Linked DNA regions of Mus musculus: region 2 is linked to region 1. A link is a contact called in public Hi-C data. All regions are on one chromosome and are shown on one strand. The core of a region is the stretch at or near the end of the contact, and the rest is flanking DNA. Distances in the headings are between cores, read along the strand shown. Region 1 overlaps 4833428L15Rik (RIKEN cDNA 4833428L15 gene). Region 2 overlaps Dscaml1 (DS cell adhesion molecule like 1).

Region 1 (3,430 bases), core at 419-2,918:
CTCTCATACTGTCTGCTCACTCCTCCACGCTCCAGGTAGGCATTCCCTAAGTGTTGAATGAATCTGGGATGATGTGGTTGGGAGAGATGACTTTGCAAATCTCACTGAGGGGGAGGCTTATGGAAACTATGAAGGGGTTGCTTAAATTCAGAAAAGGGGGCAGCCAGCAACAACCGAGGAGGAACTTGAGCTGGGCTCGAAGGATAAGAAAGCCCAGGTGTGGTGTTAGTCAAAAGGACACAGTGAGTGTCTGTAGCTGAAACGGCCTCACACTGGGGCATGCAACATTTTGAAGATGTCTTCAGCATCACTTTAGTTAGGACGTTGAAACCAAGCAGAATGAACCAATTGTTCGTCAGTATCAGCTGCTCCATTTGGCAAACTCCAGCCAGAGCCATGGACAGCCACCCATGGTGATGACTGTAACAGGCCCTGGTGGTGGCTCGTTGCCACACTCAGGCCCTCCCTCAGGACGTGGCATCATTATCACAGCTTCATGCCTGTCACTCCCATTCTACAGATCATTCAGCAGAGGATCAGAGAAACAGCTTGACCTGTCCCCACCCCGCTGGTGACCTTTGCCTGGTCACCAGCGGTGGCAGGCAGCAGCGTTTGCTGTCACCTCTCCAGAGCAGATTTGACATAGAACATTTCAAACATGCACAAGCAGGGAGAGCGGTGTGCCAGATCACCTGGCCGGCTCCCGGCAGCACCGGGCCGTCTTGGATTTTTACATTTTTATGCTATGTGTTATTGTAAGGGTCAGAAAACAATGTTCAGGAGTCTCCTCTCCCACCACGCCTTTATCCACTGAGACATCCTCTTGTGCACCTTGAACTGATGTGAAGAAAATCTCTTGCATTATATGACATCATCAGTAGACTTTGGTCCTCCTGGCAGACGTATCCTAGGCTAGGGACACCCCCATCCTGCCCCTCTCTCACCCACTCTTCCAAACACCCCGGTATTTGGGCATAGATGTGGGTCATGAGACCACTTATCCTAAAGCACTGACCACTGAGTAGCTAACTGCTCTGAGTCTTCTATGCCTCTGTGCCTGGAACCTCTTCCCTCAGTCTGGCTTTTCTGGAGACAGAGACAGCTGGATATTCTGGTCTTCTGCCTGATGGGATTGTTGCTGTGAGCACAAGTCTTTCTAGACCAGGTTGGCCCTAAACTCACACTCCAGCCTTAAGTCCTGTTCATTCCTGCTTTGGGGCAGGGGAGGAGGGGAAGTCTCTGCCTGGGAAGAAAGGACTCTTTGCCCTTCCCAGTCTAAGAGCAAGAAATGCCGAAGAGACCAAAGAGAGCTAAGTAAGTGTTCTCAGTAGTTTGGCCAGAATGGAGGTGCGAGAGTGGGGTACGGGGAGGGCATACAGTACCTATTATGGCCAGCAGGTGTCACCTAAAGACTGAGCACTAAAAACCTGTGGGCAGTATGGGTAGTAACCGTGAGGTTTTCTTTCAGTTTCAATCCTACCAGACCTGGGAGAACAGAATGAAGCTTCCCTCCACTCCCGTGCAGATTTATCTTGATTGACCTGACGCTACTTGGATCGCAAGTGAAGCTTTCGTTTGAAATGTGTTTGCATCAGACCCTAGGGCCAGTCAATATTCCTGTTCTACAGACGAGGAACCTGAGGCTCTGGAAACCAAGCGGTTGCTGATGTTACACAGACACCAAAGGGCAGAGCTTGGGGTCCACAATAGGGTGTAACTCTAGTCTCCTGACTGTTCTGGACACTGTGCTGAGACATCTCCCTGCTGGCCTGGTCTTCAGGAGACCAGAGGTCACAGTTGTCCTTGGCCCTTGGGAAAAAGTAAAGGGACAAGATGCTCTAGGAGCGGCAGGAGACCTACTGTTATCTGAGGGCATCTCCCTCCAGCTCTCAAAGTCTGCTTTTCAGTGAGAGGGTTCACCTAGATCAGAGCCAAATCCCACTTACAAGAATGAACACAGACACACACACATGCTCGAGCACGCACACACACACACACATGCATGCACGCACGTGAGTCACACACGTACGCGCACTCAAATGCATGGATTGGGAAAAAAACAGCCCCAAGACTTAGATGTAAGCAGTATCCCATGGTGCTTGGGGGCATTTGCCCCAGGGGATCCTCTGTAGGTTTCTCATGTGCTTTTTAAAAAATTATTTATTTATTGTATGTATGTACATGAGTACACTGTAGTTGGCTACTCAAATCCTTGATTAAAGACCTGGGTTGATCTTGCCTTGTCTCTCACCAAGTCCCGTTCTGTTTGGTAGCGATTGATGGCGTTGTTTAATATCCCTGATCTCACTCAACCTAATAATGGGGCTTATAATGCTCATCTCACAGATGAGGAAACTGAGGCACAGGACTACGGAAGGATTTCCCTGTTACTGTCCAGCTGATGGGCTGAGACCTACCTATCACGGTCTGTTTCCACACCGCGTCCCATCTCTGCCGTGCAGGATCTGGGGGAAGGGAAGTACTAAGTCCAGATGACAGCCATGTTTCTAGACCTGCTTAGATTGGGGTGATGATGAGAGAGTCTATGCAGACAGTGACATCAGGGTTCTGCCCCATTTGGTGAAGGGTTGGGCGAGCAGGAGCTTACACATGGCCAGGAGGTTGAACTGTCATGTCCACCCCCCCCAAATGGATGGTTGTGGAGGGCAGAGTGCACCTCTCCATCTCTGGGGAGTCTACATCCCAGCTTTCCCGGCTCCTGCTGATCACATAGTCCTCAGTGAACCTTGAAACTGAGAAGCTGGTTATGTGGCGTCCCCTTGTGTCTAAGGACAGAACAGCAGCACTGGAGGCTGTGCTGAAAATTGGCCTGATTCTCTACCATTCAAAGTTGTGCTCACAGGCAAGATGCAACCTGTTCCGTCCCATCCCAATTGTGTACATATCCAACTCTGAGACCTCCCTGAAAGGACACACAGTGTCTTCCAGCCTGGGCTTCTTGCTCTCTGATATGTAGGCAGAGCTCAGGGGAGGGTTGTTTGCTGTTGCTGTGGTAAAAGACAACCGGAGACAGAAAAGGGTTTATTCAGCTTACACTTCCAGGTCACAGTCCACCCCTGAGAGAAGTCAAGGCAGGAACCTGGAGGCAGGAACTGAAGCAGAGGCCATGGAGGAGCTCTGCTTACTGGCCTGTTCCCCATGGCTTTTGCTCAGCCTGCTTTCTTATGCAGCCCAGAAATGATCCCACCCACAGTGAACTGGGCCTCCCATATCAACCAGTCATCAAGAAAATGCCACGCAGACATGCCTACAGGTCCCTCTTCCCAGATAACTCTAACTTGTGTCAAGTAGACAAAAAATTAACCAGCAACACTCCCTGAGGCACATGGGCCTAATTTCTGCCACTGCATTGCCAGAGCTGTTAGGGTCACAGCGTGGGATCTAACCCACTGGGCCACCCGTCCTCAAC
Region 2 (3,430 bases), core at 688-3,187, 130 kb before region 1:
GTCCATCTGCAGGCTTACCCGCTGAACTCAGCACACACATAATATGTTGGACACATAAATACACAGATAAAAAGCCATTTACCAAGACCCAAATGCCTTTTAACAGAGGCTGTGCACCCAGCATGCTAAGCCAATTACCAAAGGATTGTGTTCCCAAGTACAGCCAGTCTCAGAGCCACGTCAGCAGAGGATCAATAAGTAGTTAATCAATGGATTGACTAATCGTTTACTGCCAGTAATTAAATTTTGGAGAAAGTGCAAATTGTATTATATCTATAGTCAGTCTAAAGGGATGCTCAGATTGTAGAGTCAAAACAGAAGCCCAGTGGCTACAGTATTGAGGGTAGGATAGGAGGTGTCTCATTTCATAGAATCACAGAGTTTCAACAGCCTCATTGGGTCTACCCCACCCCAGTTTTGTAGATGAAGAGGCCAGGCTTCCATGAGGCTGGTCTCATCCAACAGAACAGAGGATTGGTGTCTGAAGCAAGGATGACAGCTAACCTGTGGCCTCCTGGCTCCATACCCTTTCCAGAGGGGCATGTGTCCTGTGGGTGGGGTGCCACTTCTTGGCACCCACACGTGGCTTTTGCATGAACAAAGGTTCACAGAGGCATGCGTAGCTTTCTACACCAGAGTTCTACAGTTGGCAAAAAGAGAAGGAAGAAGTTGCAAAAAGCAGATGTAATCCCCGGGAGAGCTCAGCCAGAGAGTTTCCTGCAACTCTCAGAGAGGCCACAGGAACGAGCTCAGAATAAGCCTCTAGCATCCTGGGTGAACAAGTCACATAGTCATGCTTGGCTGTTGGTCAATGGCCTCTGTTTTCAACGTTGTTGCTGTTTTCCACCCTTCCAGGCCCTGTGAGACTTAACTGTGCTGTCATTCTGGACCTAGTATGTCACAAACTTTGCAACTACTGCCTAGACAGAATGAGTAACCCCATCTTTATGCCAGCTAAGGGGGATGGATGCTTTGGGTTCACCTCTGTAAGGAATTAGGAAGTGAAAGAGGAGCCATGGCAGCGAGCCTTTGTCCCCTAGTGTCAAGTAGAAAGTCCTCTTGGAAGCCCCAGACATCTTGCTGGTGTCTACCCTGCCTAGAACATTCATGCTCTCCAGCGCTGACCCAGTTCCCCAGGACAAGCAGTTTCTGTGTTTGTGGATCTCTGCAGACAAGTTGTAAACCCAGTCCCTTCCTCTCCAGCCAGTGTACGAGCGAGCGAGCATGTGAGGCCCCTGCCCCTTGCCACCAGCAGAGATGAGATCAAAACAGGCAAACAGGTTCTGTATTGCTTACTTAAGCCAAGAGGAATTAGGGAGGCGAACTGTCTAGGAGCAAAATCAATACATTCCAAAGCCAGACAGCAATGATTTCTGAAGGATCCTCTACTTCCCTAAGATCTGTGCCGGTGTCTCTGTTTACAATAAACCCCTTCCTGAGCCAGCTCCTGGGTGGACTTCCCCTGGAAGAGACGTCAGCCCCACAAAGGAGGGAACCCTGCCTCATGGCCTTCCTTCCATCTTGCTAGACAGATCGAGCATCCTTCAACTCTCCTCCTTTAGTGCCTGCCATAGGGCTCAGGAGCTGATGCTCAGCATTTCTGTCCCCTCATCACCACCACCCCCGCTCCCTGCACAAGCTGGTCCAGGTCCATCCTCATCCTCTCTTTCTTCCCCTACCACATGCCCTGAGCCTGGGGAAGTAAATCCGAAAGATTAAGGATTACTTGATGATTCTGGGCAGTCATTGGTAGCATCCAAGCCTTCCGCGCCCTCTCTAATTGGATCCATGGCCTGGAAGTCTGGTTTAATCAGCCTGTGATCGCCATGGGGGAGGGGCAAAGCTGGAGAGAGATAAGCTCCCCCAATCCCGGGGTGCGTGGGGGGTGTGCGTATGACTTGCTCTGTTTGCTGGCCCCAGCTGTGTGTGTGCACAATAAGCCTTTATTAACTATTAAACTCCAACCCGGACAGCTGCCTGGGGAGAGAACTCTGGTTCCTTCCCCAGCCGTGTCTGCTGTCCTGGAACTCAGCCTTTACACTTATTTATCTCTATCTGTATTTCCCCTCACACGTGTGGTTAAAGCTGGCCCAGGAAGAAGGTGCCCAGAAACAGACTCCATTAGAAGCACAGTGTTCTACCTTCTTCCCTCCGTCTTCCTCACTCACTCATGCCATTGGCTCCCTGGCCGCCCACAACACACAGATATTGCAACCCCCACAACACACAGATATTGTAAGCTTTACCCAGAATGCTGTCCACTAGAGGAAGCAAGAACAGCATCATGTACCAAACAGCTATGTTAGCTGGTACCCATGAGGACCTCTGTGTGTTCTCTGGCCACTTCCACTCCACACCTATGATCTGGCCTCACAGTGCAAGAGGTCATAGGCTGCCAAACACATCTCCAGCCTGAGGACTCCAGAGTGAAACTTCACCCTCAGAGCCAGGGAGTTTGGAGCTTTTCTGAGGGTGCTGAGCCACGCCTCATTCTATGACAAGGAAGGAGGTTGGTTCTACAGAGACATTTCTGATGGACTGGGTGGAATTGCCATGATTCTCTCGGAGGATGGGTCCAAATGGCATCATGGCAGGGGTTCCCTGTTCCTTATGTTGTGTCACATATTCCAGGGGCCAAACCCTCTCTGGGAATAGTGACTGAGTCATTACCCTGTATTCTACCATGACACAGATCCACAGCCCTAAGCCATGCCCAAGGCTCCTGGACAAGCACCTCTCGTTGCTATGGCCTGTACAGGATAAAGAGAACTCTCCAAAAATCTCCTCTGCCTGGGCTCTGAGCTCTGCTCTGTGACTTCAGGCAAGTCAGACAACCTGTCTGAGCTTGTGCTTAAACATTTATAAATGGAGCAAATCTGCCCTGGCCGCTGGTCTGCTGCTTGGGAAAGGAAGGGCCACATAGGCATAGATTTTGGAATGTAAAATATTTCATCAGGCAGACAGTGGAGTGGTTAAGGGAACAGATGTCAGAGCCACCTGCCAGGACTCAATCTACGCTGTGTGACCTTGGAAAAGTTATTGTCTACTCTGTTTCTCTTTATGGAAGCGGCTCCCCTCCTGCGGTTTGTGGTAAGGGTGTTAAGACAATGTACATGAAGGACTTGGGGTCTGTAAGCCACACATGCCAACAGGCATCTCTTTACCACGTTGTTCTCAAAGCATACAGAGACCACAAAAATGGTTTCCACTCTGTAGATGGGTAGTCTATAAGGCTGATCTCTCTCTCTCTCTCCTCTCTCTCTCTCTCTCTCTCGTTCTCGTGTGTTTGTGTGTGTCTTTCTTGAAACAGTTTTATGTAGCTCAGGCTAGTCTTAAGCTTATATTGTAGCTAACCAACAGTGACCTTGAAATCCTGATCATCTTGCCTCTACCTCTCTAGTGCTGAGGTCATAGTGCACCACCTGGCTCA

What was found. A called contact is a pair of places that touch in the nucleus more often than the background predicts.
Region 2: a Hi-C map of rod photoreceptor shows a contact between it and region 1, with 4 times the contacts expected there. The contact joins two enhancer-like sites. A contact is called at or near these places in 5 of 39 promoter capture datasets (HPC-7-derived erythroid cells, hippocampal neurons, neural stem cells and 2 more), 1 of 15 datasets of contacts at CTCF or cohesin (large pre-B cells), 14 of 484 Hi-C or Micro-C datasets (the AML12 cell line, the N1E-115 cell line, cardiomyocytes and 9 more), 4 of 115 datasets of contacts at active chromatin or transcription factors (embryonic basal ganglia, forebrain, oligodendrocyte precursor cells and 1 more) and 3 of 9 other capture datasets (adipose tissue, embryonic stem cells and pancreatic islet).

What each region holds. Positions count from the first base shown.
Region 1 is chr9:45,415,434-45,418,863 of GRCm38.p6, reverse strand. It overlaps 4833428L15Rik (RIKEN cDNA 4833428L15 gene), which reads left to right. Exons shown (of 5, transcript NR_040732.1): 4 at 1-35; 5 at 1,469-2,238. Among named protein-coding and RNA genes, the nearest start is that of Fxyd2, 11 kb to the right of the region's middle. Within about 2 kb of position 1,668, at least 51 of the 459 cell types and tissues checked have an H3K27ac peak or open chromatin away from gene starts, as enhancers often do. A contact at or near this core is called in the N1E-115 cell line, cerebral cortex and rod photoreceptor, where this site is marked.
Region 2 is chr9:45,544,673-45,548,102 of GRCm38.p6, reverse strand. The region is part of intron 3 of Dscaml1 (DS cell adhesion molecule like 1); the gene reads right to left. Among named protein-coding and RNA genes, the nearest start is that of Gm22069, 88 kb to the left of the region's middle. Within about 2 kb of position 1,937, at least 49 of the 459 cell types and tissues checked have an H3K27ac peak or open chromatin away from gene starts, as enhancers often do. A contact at or near this core is called in the N1E-115 cell line, cerebral cortex and rod photoreceptor, where this site is marked.